Regions from separate parts of the Ovis aries genome. Here region 1 is linked to region 2. The links are chromatin contacts, called in public Hi-C maps. All regions are on one chromosome and are shown on one strand. Each heading gives the region's core, a stretch centred on a gene start, on an enhancer-like site or on the middle of the called end of the contact. The rest is flanking DNA. Distances are from core to core; before and after follow the strand shown. Region 1 overlaps VWF (von Willebrand factor). Region 2 overlaps LOC132659635 (a long non-coding RNA gene).

Evidence for each region. A called contact is a pair of places that touch in the nucleus more often than the background predicts.
Region 1: a contact with region 2 is called in a Hi-C map of tail adipose tissue, with 10 times the contacts expected there. The contact joins two enhancer-like sites. A contact is called at or near these places in 15 of 16 Hi-C or Micro-C datasets (blood, hypothalamus, liver and 7 more).

The regions. Positions count from the first base shown.
Region 1 is chr3:210,090,597-210,094,061 of ARS-UI_Ramb_v3.0, forward strand. VWF (von Willebrand factor) reads left to right here. Exons shown (of 52, transcript XM_027967983.2): 11 at 1,211-1,347; 12 at 1,634-1,772; 13 at 2,744-2,844. Among named protein-coding and RNA genes, the nearest start is that of VWF, 40 kb to the left of the region's middle. Within about 2 kb of position 1,350, at least 25 of the 54 cell types and tissues checked have an H3K27ac peak or open chromatin away from gene starts, as enhancers often do.
Region 2 is chr3:209,912,688-209,915,810 of ARS-UI_Ramb_v3.0, forward strand. LOC132659635 (a long non-coding RNA gene) reads right to left here. Exons shown (of 3, transcript XR_009600295.1): 3 at 377-3,123. Among named protein-coding and RNA genes, the nearest start is that of PLEKHG6, 25 kb to the left of the region's middle. Within about 2 kb of position 1,729, at least 40 of the 54 cell types and tissues checked have an H3K27ac peak or open chromatin away from gene starts, as enhancers often do.

The sequences.
Region 1 (3,465 bases), core at 100-2,599, 180 kb after region 2:
CCCATCCCCCTCCGCCTTAGGCCTTTGGGGACTCCTGACTGTGTGACAGGGCCCAGCATCAGCCCCTGGAGATGGAGCTGGCTGTAGGGCCCACTTAGGGGGAACTTGGGGTGCAGAGCAGATCCCTGCCGTGGAGGATGAGTCTTTGCTGTTTGCAGGCTGGGGGTGACAGGGCCGGGAAGGAGGGCTCCCACTTTGTGGAACAGCCATGGCTTGTGTCCCTGGTTATTTGTCTGTAGAGGAGAAGGTGGAGACGGGACGCGGAGAGGGGTGCTGGGAAGGACTCCAGACACTGCTTGGGCTTCAGTGGGGCCATTGTGGGCCCCAAGATGGGGATGCCCTGAGTGGGGCGGGGCCAGCAGGCGTCACTGGAGATGATGGCAGAGCCCCCTTGCCCCCCACAGATGGTCTGTGGTCCAGGGTGTGTTGGGCCTGCACCATGGGCTGATCTGGGGCCTGGGGAGGACAGAATAGCGGTTGGATCTGGGGCAAGTCGAGGGCTGGAGCTGCAGGGTGATGCTGGGGAGTCCTCGCTGCCACCCCCAGCTGTGTCAGCCTGGCTGGGGAGCTGGCTCGGGCGGTGGTGAGATAGTGGGCAGATGGTGTCCTGGGCCCCCACTGGCCCCGCTGAAGTCCCAGCAGGGATTTGCCCATGAAGAAGCCTGAGAACTGCCCCTCGGCTGGGTAGGGGGTGAGGACAGCATCCCGGCCCCTGGACTGCTGGCCCCATCACTGTTCTGGGCTGGCTTTCTGCCTTCTCGCCCTCAGGGACTCTCCTGGTTGCGGGGAGCCCCCATGATAACAGTGCAGAGAAGGGCTTCTGACCCCAGCAGAGCAGAACCCAGGGAGGCAGTGGGGAGGGCTGGGAGCCAGAGTGAGCCCAGAGTCCAGAGCTGGAGCTCACCCTAGCTTCTGACCCAGTGTCACCACCCAGCGTCACCACCCCCCGCAGCCCAGCCCCCTGGGTGTGACTTCACACCCTGAGGCTCAGGACTGACCCACTGGGCCTTGACCTCCCATGGCCAGAGAAGTGGGGCCTGAGTAGAGTCCTCCTGTGGGGCCCCTCTCTAGACCGTGGTGGACAGAAACCCAGGAAGTGCCCCCCACTGGGACAGCCCCAGGGGACCCACTGGGACACCCCCTCTCCCCTCCCCCTGTCCCGCAGGGAACCCACTGGGATACCCACTCTCCCCTCCCCCTGTCCCCCCAGGAGAGTGTCTCATCACAGGACAATCCCACTTCAAGAGCTTTGATGACAGGCACTTCACCTTCAGCGGGGTCTGCCAGTACCTGCTGGCCCAGGACTGCCAGGACCACTCCTTCTCCGTCATCATAGAGACTGTTCAGGTGAGCCCGCCAGGCAGCCCCGGGGTGCCGACGGGGATGAGGGCCAAGGTGACTCCATGTGTACTTCTTTTTTCTGGACCACCCAGCAAAGAGGAGGACAGACAGGGCGCCCAGGGCTCCTTGAGGATCCGGGTCCCTGATTCCCTTTGGGCCTAGAGTCTTGAGGAGAGAGTGGTTCCGAGTGAGCGAAGCTGAGGCTGCCTGGTTGGGGTCTTTCCCTGAGTGCATGGGCTGGGGGCTGGGCTGGGGGTGGTGGTGACACCCCTCTGCACGCCCCTCCTGGCAGTGTGCTGACGACCCTGATGCGGTCTGCACCCGCTCCGTCACCGTCCGCCTGCCCAGCCCGCACCACGGCCTCCTGAAGCTGAAGCACGGGGGTGGAGTCGCCCTGGATGGCCAGGACGTCCAGATTCCCCTCCTGCAAGGTGGGCGCCCTCCTCCCCTGGAGGCCCCCACCCAGCTCGCCCTCAGCGCCCCCACCCCTCACTGCCGCCTCTTCTGTGAGACTGTGAAGGAGTGCTATTGTTGGAGGACAGGCTGGTGTCTGAATTTATGCTGCAAGAAAGGAAGGCTTCCTGGAGGAGGAGGATGAGCTGAATGATGGCGGGGTGGCTGGTGATGGGTCAGACCCCAAGACATCATGGGGCAAAGCCAGGTGACCCTGTGACCTCTGGGAAAAGCTCCCTGCTCAGTGACTTTGCCAGGCGGCAATGCACCATTACCCACAGTATGATTCCAACCTTCACTCTCAAAGGGGCTCCCGTACCCCGCCCCTCTTCCTTGTGACCACTGGCCACCTCATGGCTCAGCATCCCCCTGTTGCACAGAGTGGGTGACCTGGGCCAGTGGGTCCACAGCTTGTCTGTGTGTGCTTAATGCTGTGTGTCTCCCATGAGATCCTATGTTCTCTAGGATAAGAGGTGTGCCTCCTACGTCGTCTCTAGAGAAAACCTCAGGTTTAGCTTTGCTCACAGCATTGCTCAGCGGTGAGAACTGGGTTACTCAGCCTGGAAGCATGTGCCACAGCCCAGGGAATGATAAAGGGCTTAGAAGAGGTTCAGTGAAAAACCCGTCCTGGCTCAGGGCATGTGTATAAGCTGAGGATGCAGGAGCCTCTACTGCCCCCTCGTGGCAGTGTGGGAAATGGCAGGCTACTGGAGCGATGCAGAGGCACCTTCTTCTACGTGGAGCCCAGTTTGCGCTGCACCCACCCTGATCCACCTTTCCTCTGAGACCCTCTGTAAGCCTCATGGCCACCCCCAGCTGCCCCCTAATTGACTGCTTTCATTGCCACAGTGCTCTGTGACAAAGCCCACCTCTCTCTACAACCCATCTGCCTGCTGCCCTCTGCCCTGGCCGTACCCCAAGCCTGAATCCCAACCTTGCTTGGTTCCAGGTGACCTCCGGATCCAGCACACTGTGACGGCCTCCCTGCACCTCATCTTCGGGGAGGACCTGCAGATAGACTGGGACGGTCGCGGGAGGCTGCTGCTGAAGGTAGGCGCCCTCCTGGCAGCCGGACCACACAAAGCCCCTGTTGTGCTCTGATGGGAGAGCTCGAGGGCGGGAGGGGAATTCCTTTCTCTCCCTACCCGCCCTGAGCCCCCAGAGCGAGGAACAGGCCTCTCTTGTGTATGAGAGGCTGGTGATTGCTGTCTGGATACCCCTTGTTCACCCTAGGAGTTCCTGGGTGCTGGGCTCTGGTCCTCTGAGGGTTTCCAGCTTGGGTGGGCTCCCTGCAGGGCTGCATTGGGGGCGGTGGTGGGCAGCTGGTTTACTGCTAAGGCTCCTAACTGCAACAAGGGTTGTGATCAGAGGGTGTTCCCTGGGGTGCCTGCTGTGGGACTCACAGCGAAGACCTGGGTCATGTACCCACTACCTGTGAAGGATTTTTCTGGAAGCTGCCAGATCCAAACCCCCTCACCCCCATCCAGAGGCTTGGCAGCCTGGGGGTCACTTCCAACTGCTCTCTGTGTTCTTAGAGTCACTCTTGGATAGGGATTTGTATATTTCACAGGACTGGCTTCCAGATCCGTGTTTTCCTGGGAAAATTTCCCCAGAAGGCACTGTCGCTGCTTTTTCATAAACAAAGCAAGCAAGACTCATGGGAGCCAGGAG
Region 2 (3,123 bases), core at 479-2,978:
AATGAGAGATGTTTTTAAGTGTAAAAAACTCCCACACAATGCCAAGTTTACCATCTGAACCATCTTTTTAGGTTTACACTTCAATAGTGTTAAGTACCTTCATACAGCTGTGCAATCAATTTCCAAAACTCTTCATTTTGTAAAATGAAAATTCTGTACCCATCAAACAACAACCTCCCATGTCCCCCTGCCCCCACCTCCTGCAGCCCTTGGCAACCAGCCTTCCATCTCCTTCTGTCTCTGTGGATTTGACCACTGTAGGGACCTCGTGTAAGTGGAATCATACAGCACATGTGTGTGACTGGCTTATTTCTGGGAACATTATGTCCTCAGGTTCATCTGTGTTAGCCTGAGTCAGAATTTTCATCACGGGGGAGGAAGAGGACCCGGATCAGAGGCCACGGTGATGGGTAAGTCTTTTGCATGGATGCCGCCTGGTAGAGTGAGTAGTTTCTGGGAAGAGCAAGCCTGGGGCCAGGAGCCCAGTCTTCAGGGAAGGAGGGGGAGTGGCCAAGAGGCTAGAGGATGACAGTAAGCGTTTACCTTTCCTGAGACTTTTCCTGTTAGCTGACCTGTAAAGGGTGGGGGGATAATCTCTCATTCCCCAATTGCTGTGGAATTAACGTGTTGCTTAAATAAGTGGTCTACAAATTGTCATTATACAGTGACCTAAGTCTTCCTTTCCTTCTCTGAGTTTGGGTGCATAATGGCACCTGCCTCCTCCAGGGTGGCTGTGAGTGTGAAATAAACGCATAAACTAAGCACAGAGTTGCTCAGTCGTGTCTGGCTCTTAATGACCCCATGGACTATACAGTCCATGGAATTTTCTAGGCCAGAATACTGGAGTGGGTAGCCTTTCCCTTCTCCAGGGGTTCTTCCCAACCCAGGGATCCAACCCAGGTCTCCCGCATTGCAGGCAGGTTCTTCACCAGCTGAGCCACCAGAAAACTGAGATCATGACATCTGGTCCCATCACTTCATGGCAAATAGATGGGGAAACAATGGAAACAGTGGTAGACTTTATTTTGGGGGGCTCCAAGGGGGCACCAAAATCACTGTAGACTGATTGCAGCCATGAAATTAAAAGACGCTTGCTCCTTGGAAGAAAAGTTACGACCAACCTAGATAGCATATTAAAAAGCAGAGACATTACTTTGCCAACAAAGGTCCGACTAGTCAAAGCTATGGTCTTTCCAGTAGTCATGTATGGACGTGAGAGTTGGACTATAAAGAAAGCTGAGCGCACAAGACGCACAAGAACTGATGTGAACTGTGGTGTTGAAGACTCTTGAGGGTCCCTTGCACTGCAAGGAGATCCAACCAGTCCATCCTAAAGGAGATCAGTCCTGAATATTCATTGGAAGGACTGATGCTGAAGCTGAAACTCCAATACTTTGGCCACCTGATGCAAAGAACTGACTCATTGGAAAAGACCCTGATGCTGGGAAAGATTGAGGGCAGGAGAAGGGGCGACAGAAGATGAGATGGCTGGATGGCATGACCGACTCAATGGATATGAGCTTGAGTAAATTCCGGGAGTTGGTGATGGACAGGGAGGCCTGGCGTGCTGCAGTCCATGGGGTCGCAAATAGTGGACACAACTGAGCGGCTGAACTGAACTGAACTGAGGCACAGAGGGCGTCTGGTGGAGCAGCCGAGGGAGAGGAGGGGCAGGGCAGGGGCTGGGAGTGGGCGGGGCCCAGGGCGCGGGGAGGGGCGCAGGGGCGGCAGGGCTTCCCGGTGGCCACGAGGGGGCGCCGCGGGGGCGGAGGGAGCGGGTCTCCGGGCGGGCGGGTGACTCACGGCGGCGGGAGGGAGGGAGGGAAGATGAGTCAGCCGTCCTCCGGCTTCCCGCTCCCGCCGCGCCCCGGCAGCCGCCCGGAGCTGACCCTAGGGAGGGGCCCCGGGGGCGCCGCCCTGCAAGCGGCAGGGCCCGGGCCTTCCCGAAGCGGGGGCGCCCTGAGTCTCGCTCTCAGCGTCTTCATCTTCGGGGCCGGGGCTTCGGGAGGAGACTCCGCGCTCGACCGGGGCTGATGATCCAGGGCGGCGGGTGCCAGCTTGGGAGCCGCAGAGGCGCTGCCCCTGGCTCGGGGTGGGCGGTGGTCTTGCCTGCGGGGCCAGAGGAGGGGGCTTCCCTGGGGAGCCGCTCCCGCCAGGCCGGTGGGGTCCGCTAAGATGCTCCGGGTGCGGTGGGCTGCAGGCGGCGGCGCAGAGAACAGGGTCACCCCGCCCTGCCGCCAAAGCCGCACGCAGTAAACCTACCCCGTTCCTTGGCGCGCAGGCTGTTTCCGCCTCTTCCCAACCTGGTGCCCGATGCCCGGTGCCCGGAGAGGGTCTGACTCAGACCTTGGGGGTCAGAGCTGCCCTAGACCTCGCGGAGCCTGGGCCCCGGCCTCGCGTGGGCGATCCAGCCCAGGCAGGGAGGTGACTTGTCCTAAGGCCCCAGAGGGGAGACCGAGCTCCTGAATCGGGACCTCCTACTCACCAGCCCGTGGAAAGTGCTTAAAATTGTTCCTGGCACCTAGTCTGCCATTATGTATAATAAATAATATATATGCCTAATAGCTCATCTTTGTGGGGTACTTACTGTGTGCCCCTGCGTGTTCTTCGTGGATTGCTTGATTCTCACAATTGCACTAAGACACAAACACTACTCTTATCCTCATATGGGGGCTGGGGAAACATGCTCAGAGAAGTTAGGTAACTTGCCCAAGATCACACAGCTAGGAAGCAGTGTGTGGGAGTTAAATCCAGACCTCTTGAATTCAGAGGCTGCATGCATGAGACTGACTTCAAATATTGGTGAGGTGCAGGTGTCAACACAAAAATTAACTGGCCCATCTAAGAAAGAAATGGGAGATTTTTATCTCCCATTTGGTGCCAAACTGAGGCGTTATATCCTGAGAACAGCCTCTCAGAAAGCTTTGAGAACTGTTTGGCCTGTTAGGGGCTTCCCTGGTGGCTCAGAGGGTAAAGTGTCTGCATGTAATGTGGGAGGCCTGGGTTCAATTCCTGGGTCGGGAAGATGCCTTGGAGAAAGAAATGGCAACCCACTCCAGTACTCTTGCCTGGAAAATCCCATGGACAGGAGACCTGGTAGGCTCTAGTCTGTGGGTTGCAAAG